Regions from separate parts of the Mus musculus genome. Here region 2 is linked to region 1. Evidence: chromatin contacts called from public Hi-C data. All regions are on one chromosome and are shown on one strand. Each heading gives the region's core, a stretch centred on a gene start, on an enhancer-like site or on the middle of the called end of the contact. The rest is flanking DNA. Distances are from core to core; before and after follow the strand shown.

Region 1 (4,071 bases), core at 117-2,616:
GGAAACACTGAACAGGTAGAGAAAGAGAAGAAATATCTTTTCACAAAAAGACTGGTCCAGTCGCCAAATAATATTAATCCACAAGCTAAGAACAGTTTTCCTACCCAAACCAATGAGAGAGATAATAATTGCATTTTAGCTTATTTGTGTCTGTCTGTCTGTCTGTCTGTCTGTCTGTGTATATAGAGGACAGAAGTCAGCTTCATGTATTGTTCCTCAGACACCATCCACCATCTTTTTAAAGACAATGTCTCTCACTGGGACCTGGAATTTGACAAATAGTCCAGGCTGTCTTGGCATCCAGCCCCAGAGATTCACTGTGTCAATTCCTCCCCACTGCTGGGTTTGCAGACACAGGACTTCTCATCATATTTTCACATGTGTTTGCTGGAGATCAACCTTAGGTCCTCCAATACTTTATAAACTAAGCTATCTCTGTATCCAAAGTTACTGATCACGTCCATCATCATTATCATCATCATCACCAACAACAACAACAACATCACCACCACCACCATCACCACCATCACTATCATCACCATCATCGTCTAAGAATGGAGTCTCATTGTTGGCTTGGTGTTAGAAGGGAACCCTGACTCCCAGCTGAAAGATGTCTGCCAATTGAATCTCATCTCACCAGACAACAAAAGCAACATGTAAGTCAAGATCAGTTAGAGGTTGTCTTTGTCAGGGTTTCTATTCCTGCATAAACATCATGACCAAGAAGCAAGTTGGGGAGGAAAGGGTTTATTCGGCTTACACTTCCATACTGCTGTTCATCACTGAAGGAAGTCAAGACTGGAACTCAAGCAGGTCAGGAAGCAGGAGCTGATACAGAAGCCATCGAGGGATGTTCTTTACTAGCTTGCCTCCCCTGACTTGCTCAACCTGATCTCTTATAGAACCAAGACTACCAGCCCAGAGATGGCACCACCCACAAGGGGCCTTTCCCCCTTGATCACTAACTGAGAAAATGCCTTACAGTTGGATCTCATGGAGGCATTTCCTCAACTGAAGCTCCTTTCTCTGTGATAACTCCAGCTGTGTCAAGTTAACACAAAACTAGCCAGTACAGAGGTTTTATTTCTTTCTACTAGTAACTTGTGACGTGCTTTTCTTTTAGCGTCAAAATCCAAATATCTCTCACCACTTAATTTATTGTCACACCTCCAAAGCCCATTTAGAGGCAAAGTCACCTTTAACCTTAACAGCAAGAATGATGCAAAGTAGGTAAGCAAGCAACATTCCTTGGGGCTCAAGTATTTTCAAGTGCTTTTTAAAACAGCTCCTTAGTGTCTGGTTCCAATAATAAACGCAGAGCCAACTTCCTGCTCTCTCTCTCCAGTGTGAACTATTAGTCACTCACTCAGCCATTCCCCGGGGCAGGGGCTGCAGCACCCAGTCTCAGGATGAGTCACTCGGTAGGCTCGGAAACAGAATGCTGATGAAAAACGCTGTTCAAAAGTGATTTTTTTTGTTTGTTTGTTTATTAGCATCCTTGCATGGCTCAGTGATGAGAGCAGATCCTATCCTCCAAAGGAGGAAGCTTGAGAAAATGTGAGCAAGCAGAGCTCCCAAAGGCACTCGGCTTTTTCTACTGCGTTTGCTGTAAAAATTGAAATGACATTTATTTACTTACACACAAGTGTACGTGTACCCGGGCACACACGTGGAAGTCAGGGAAAACTTGCAGGATTTGGCTCTCTCCTCTTTGCATCTGGTCCTAGATATTGAATTCAGGTTGCCACACTTTGGCGGTAGGGGCTTTTGTCCACTAAGCCATCTTACCAGCCTATGGTAACTACATGCGAAATGACATCATTAAGATTCTATACCAATCAAAACTTTTCTCTGGCTCTGAAAGGACCAGTTGGTTCTCTGGTATTCTCAACTCCCTCTGAAACATATGGGCTAAGCAAAGTGTGATTAGATTCCCCTGGACCCGTGGCTTAGGAGACAGACCAGCAATGCAGGGATATTTTTCTGGCAAAATTTATCATTGAATTTAGATGCTTAAAAGAAGTTGAAGAGAGGCTGGAGAGATGGCTCAGCCGTGAAGAGCACTTGTGAGTCTTCTAGAGAACTGGGGGTTCAATTCCCGGCATCCACATAATTGCTGACAATGGTCTGTAAGGTCAGGTCCAGAGTTAGAGGATTCGAGTCCTTCTTCCAGCCTTCACCAGTACTGAATGCACAAAGTGAGCAGACACACAGACAAGAAAACACTCATAGGTATAAAATAAAAATAAATAAACCTTAAAACATATGTAGTTAGAGAGTGTAAAGACATAGCCAGAGGATCCTCCTAACCCAGTGGGAAATGATGACATCTTAGAACGCATGGAGAAGGGTAAGGTGGGCTGTTTGTAGGAACTTTCACATGGAAACATTGCCACAATGATAACATAGGACCAGAGTAGGACAAACTACTTCCTGCAAAGCAGGGGTTCTCAACCTGTGGGGCGCGACCCCCTAAGGGGTTGAGGGAGCCTTTCACAGAGGTGACCTTCAGACCATTGGAAAACACAAACACTTACATTATGATTCACAACAGTAACAAAGTTATAGTTATGAAGTAGCAAGGAAAATGATATTATGGTTGGGGGCTCACACAAGGGAGCATATTAAAGGGTCACAGCATCAGGAAGGTTGGGAGCCACTGCTGTAGGGATAGAATGCCTTTTGATATCCCATTTCCTCTGTCTTCCTATAGCAATCTCTTAGCCTCTGATACCTGGTGATGCAGACTAAACTGAGCAGTGAGGCTTCTCTTCCCCGCTGGTGTTCCTTCTGCTACTGTCCTTTGCAATTTGGCCACCGTGTTTCCTGGGTCTTCCTGTCTTCCTCTGATAGCATCTCTTGTTCTTTGATGACTTTCCTCCAGCCTGACATCTTTGCGTCACACAGCACTCTCCAGGATGGGCTCTTCCACGTTGTCCTGGGTTTTGGTGGGTGGGGCTATTGATGGGTGGTTGAGTAACGTGCCTTTTGAATGAGCAGTGGATGCTGAACTTCCAGATGAAATCTGCGTCCCTGCATCCCACCATGCTCCTATGCCTGGTATTTAAAAAGTTGTTTGGATCAACAATTTTTTTTAACCTTAAGGAGTAACTTCACTGGAAAAAAATAGATTTTTGAGACTTGCAGAGGAACAATCAGTCAGCAGACTCATAGATGTGTGTTTTCTCAAAAGGTACCTCTATGACGTCTCCCTGTCACCTTGTCTTAGTTCACCACCTGCCCACTCATCCTGGAAGTCAGACAGACTGCCCTGCAAGGTTTCAGATGCATCTTTAGAGCAGGGGTCAGACAGCCTACTGGTTCTCTGTGGCATAATCTTCTTAAGAACCATGATTCAGTGCTAACTCTCATAGACTTCGTGAGACTTGCAGACGCTGAGGGCATCTGCCACTCCTCAAGGCTCCTCTGTGACTCCCGGTCTCAGCTGCTTTGTCCTTATTTCTGTGTTTTGTGGCAATAAGGGCTCCTCGGGAACAGCTAAAGGGCACACACTGGTTAACCAGACAGTTTCACTTTAAGCTTGTACTTTCCTTTCTTTATAATAGGACTCCTCTCAGAACACAGAGCTGTCATACGGAAGACAGGCAATCTTGAAAATTCTCGGAGAGAAACAGCTTTCAGCTGCTTTTGAAGGGGGATGGACGTGACTCAGTAAGAGAATCTGAGAAACTCTTTGTCACTTCACACTTTTGGCTCTCTATCTGGCTGTCTGACTTCTGAAGCAGTTGGAGATATAAATATTAAGTTTGGTGGAAAGATGTCCTCGGTGAGAAATACTACCCCAACTTTAAAGGGAAAAAAGTTAAAGTTAATAGTTGCTAAATTTCTAAGTCTGCACTTGTGAAACTCAATGCTTTAGTCCGATAATTTGCCAAGGCATGATTTACTCAGTTCATAAACACACTTAAGTGCTCAGCAAGGAACACACATTCTTCTCCAGATTTTTGGGAGATTGAAATATCAATTCATTCAATGTATGGGATGGACAGATTACTATGATGCATATATACTATATATGCACAATGTAATATGTAATATAAGTAAATAATA
Region 2 (3,978 bases), core at 730-3,229, 140 kb before region 1:
ACATGAGAAAGCTTCATATATTAAATTTTAATGACATAATACAGCTGATTTTTATTAAGAATTTCTTATTGTTCTGGCTAAGTGTTCTAATTCCTGTTTCCTTTGGTCTTCTTCTTCTTTTTCCCTAACATTGCACATTTATTAAAAAAAAGAAAACAGGGGGTAATGCTCTGTCTCAGTATATACCTATATATAAACATATCTAGAAAGGCTCTCAGCAAAGGATGTTTGGAAGTAGCAGTCAGGAAGAGAAGCCAAATTAAGTTCAAAAAGCATCATTTTAACTGGTGTACCCAGTTTGTTTTTTTTTTTTATTAATGAAACGCGAACTTAAAATAATTTTAATTTTGTTCTGTGTATGTGGGCACATGTGTGGAGGTCAGAGGACAGCTTTTCTGGTCTCCTCTTTCAGCTTCACATGGGTTTTGGAGACGGAGCTCATATCTCCAAGATTGCTCAGCAAATGTCTTTACTCAATGAGCCATCTTGCAAACCCAGGTGTACCTATGTTTTAGGGGGAAAAATAAGACACATTAATGAGACACTTTCTCTTTTAATTTCAAATTTTAAAATACTTATACAGTGAATAAAGAGAATAAAGTGATCTTTTAGCATAAAAAGTATGAGGGCATGCCATTATATTAAAAATGTCAACGTGAATATTATTTCACATTCTTTTGTGGTTTTGGAAGCCAGAAGTCATGGATGTATTTGACTTTTCACCTGATAAGTTAACTTCGAACATGTTTAGAGGTGATGTATCTTAGGGCTGTACTACCATATTAAAAAAAAAAAAAAAAAGGGCAGGGGCTCCATCTTAGAACAGTTCCTCCTGTGGAAGCACCTAGCTGTACTCTAGCCTGTTTGTGTAAACACCCATCTTCCTCATTTGGTGAACACATCTCTACATTCAGTCTGCCTCTGGAGACAAGCATTTGGGGACCATGTGAGGCCAAGCATCCTTTTCCTGCCCTGTTTTTGGGGGTGGGGCAGCAGACAGGTCGTAGGTTTTAGTATCGCTTTGTAGATCAGTTACAGTGCCTCTAGGTCTGCGGCAGTCCAGCTAACTCCCACAGTCCTGTTATCACACAAACACAGGCTCTCCCCTGTTCTCTGGGGCACTGGGTTTTCCTGTCCACCATATTGTTCTCAGATGTTTGGTAGCTCTTAGCTGACCATTTTCGTTCACTGATAAACTTGAAGGAAACTGTAGTGGCTGTTCAAAGACGACCAGAAGTGTCCCTTCAAGTCTCCAGATAACAACATCAAAAAAGGACTATTTTCTTTTTTTTTTTTTAAACTGTGAGACTAATTCAACATGTATAATCATGAGTAGTTCCATCAGTTGGAGCCAAGTGACCACTGCTAATGTATTAAGTTATTTCCAAAGCTTATATGAATGAGAGGAACAGTTTTCCTTTGTTCTACTCTTAACAGTTTAGATGAATTTAAATTAATTAAGCGCAAACAGAAAGCCAGGGCTAAGCCCAGATGCTTACAGCTCTTCTGTGAAACTGGAACAAATTTGCAAACTCAGTAAGAAATAAAACTAAAAGCAGTGAAACTCAAATTAACAACATTAGTTTGATGTGGCAGATGGTTTGTTGAAGTTCAGTGGCCGCTTACAGTTTAAACAGATTACTGGTTGTATGTGTGCCAACCATTGCTGTTGCACCGGGAAATGAAGTGCTCCCAGCCCCTCTGTTTGACCAATGGAACTATACGAAACTTTGTACCCGAACCTCATTTACTTTCACTTGGCATTTTTTTCCCTAAATCTACTTCTGTCTTTGTTTCCCTTCTCTATATAACTTGTATCTGGGCCTTGACAATTCAGTATAACATATATACAATGTATTCCAGCTCCTTCCTCACCTGACCACCCCATACCCTCTAACAAGTCTACCTCTTACTTTCATGTTGCCTTATGTGGGGAATTCACAGTTTTCTATCAGTGCTCTGCTGTGTACTTGATGCAAGCACAGGCATTTCTAAACTCACTAAGAAGTCATTTTCTTTTTCTTTTTCTCTCTCCTGCTGCCTGGTCCTAGAAGAACTGGATACATCTTTTTTTTTTTTTTTTCTGCTTCACCTTTATATGTGATCAGTCCAAGGCATTTTGTTCTAGTTGCAGGAATAGGTTAAAAAGAAAAAGAGGTATGGGAGAAAGTTTATGGTTTTCCAGTTACACTTGGGTATGTTTGGACCCACACATGGGGAAAATGACATTCTAAAAGACAGAAGAATCTTGGTATATATGCAAGCTTGAACAAAGATGATGCCCTCTTACCCCTTAGCGTGGAGGAGATATATCATAACTCACAATGTCTACCTTCTAGAGCAATTGACAATCTGGGTCCTTCAGGGCTTACACTTGAGACTTGAGGCAATAGATCACTGGGAGCATGAGGCAGGGTTACTGTGATATCTATTCAAAATGGGAGGGAAAAAATTCCCTTTCCCTCTTCCCCCTCCCTCCCTGCCTCCTTTCCTGCCTCTCTCTCTCTGCCCCGCCCCCTGGAAGACAGAGCCATACTGGGAATCCCCAATTCAGCAGCTCGGTTAGCAATGTGATTTATGATCTCTCTAGACTGTAGCTCTTCAGAGTGGCCAGCGTGGGACAGGCGTGTTTCTTATCTGTGACAAGAAACTGGTGTGAGAAAGTGTCAACACCTTAATTCTCCAAGTTTCCCCATGAAAATAGACTGTCCATCGAAACCAGGTGCATGATGGAGCACTCCACTGTGGTGCATTCCACACTTTCCCATAGGTTATTGTGGGTGGGAACAGATAATTTGTAGTTGGAATCAGTTTATAGACAACCCTTTGAGTAGTGGTATTGGTTGAAACTCTTGTCTTCTCCCTCCACTTGTTACCCAATTGCCCTCAATTGCCCAATGTAGAAAAATGTCAGTATTCTATACACCTATTACTTGTGAAATCAAAATGTCTTTCTTTGTGTAAATCTTTACAATTGTCTGTAGTGATACATTTTTTTTTCTGTGAATATTTGTACTGTTAATCCTGAGACTGGTTGGAGAAAAAACAACTTCACCATTATGGGTCAAATTTAAAATAAGCTTTATTAAATACTAAATACCGTCCAAAAGATGGATTTTGGGACTGAGCCAAGTGCAGTAGGGGCTTATAAGGACAAACCTACAGGCCACCGTACTTTCCCATGAGGCTTTGTTGTTTTCCAAGAACTACAACTCCCAGCATTCCAGGAAGTTATCTGGTCTTTGGATTGGTGGGGCTTACAGGTTAATTTTGGATGTTATAGTACCTGTGTCAAAGTTTAATTGTGCTATACTATATCACTGGATATTTAATATATAATAGAATCTCACTGAATATTTAATCTGGGACATTAAGAGGATGTATGTGTCTTTAGAAACATTTTTGTAGATGTCTCTCAAAAGAGAATTTCTTCTTCTCCTCCTCCTTCTCCTTCTCCTCCTCCTTCTCCTCCTCTTCCTCTCCCTCCTCCTCTCCTTTCCTCCTCCTCCTCCTCTTCCTCCTCCTCCCTCTTCTTCTTCTTCTTCTTCTTCTTCTTCTTCTTCTTCTTCTTCTTCTTCTTCCTCTTCCTCTTCCTCTTCCTCTTCCTCTTCCTCTTCCTCTTCTTCTTCTTCTTCTTCTTTGAAAATTATACATAAAGAAATGCAACCACACGTAGAAAGAACATGTGTGACTTAAGAGGGCACCACATCCATATGATTCAATGCTTACAAGACTTTTAAAAAAGTCATGATGACTAATGAAAGCCACGGAAAACCATTGACTTCTGTAAGGCATCTTTGAGATTTCTGGTTACTTTTCTTGGATTATAACACAAGTTCAGTTAAATTTATTCAAACTGACTTTAATCATTTTGTGTTTTAATGGCTCTATTAGCATCTCTGGTCCTAAGATATGGTAGCCAAAGACATCAGTCATCAGTATTCTCTGAAGAGACTAGAAATCAGTAATAGGTAGGCC

What was found. Hi-C and Micro-C count contacts between places; a contact is called where the count stands out from the background.
Region 2: a contact with region 1 is called in a Hi-C map of the N1E-115 cell line, with 5 times the contacts expected there. The contact joins two enhancer-like sites. A contact is called at or near these places in 1 of 15 datasets of contacts at CTCF or cohesin (the NIH/3T3 cell line) and 3 of 484 Hi-C or Micro-C datasets (the N1E-115 cell line and liver).

Annotation. Positions count from the first base shown.
Region 1 is chr1:71,891,091-71,895,161 of GRCm38.p6, reverse strand. Gm28818 (a long non-coding RNA gene) reads left to right here. Exons shown (of 3, transcript XR_373492.3): 3 at 1-1,327. Gm8883 (predicted gene 8883) reads right to left here. Exons shown (of 3, transcript NR_027659.1): 3 at 3,958-4,071. Among named protein-coding and RNA genes, the nearest start is that of Gm8883, 5.0 kb to the right of the region's middle. Within about 2 kb of position 1,366, at least 91 of the 459 cell types and tissues checked have an H3K27ac peak or open chromatin away from gene starts, as enhancers often do. A contact at or near this core is called in the N1E-115 cell line, where this site is marked.
Region 2 is chr1:72,033,907-72,037,884 of GRCm38.p6, reverse strand. No RefSeq gene overlaps it. Among named protein-coding and RNA genes, the nearest start is that of 4933417E11Rik, 31 kb to the right of the region's middle. Within about 2 kb of position 1,979, at least 8 of the 459 cell types and tissues checked have an H3K27ac peak or open chromatin away from gene starts, as enhancers often do. A contact at or near this core is called in the N1E-115 cell line, where this site is marked.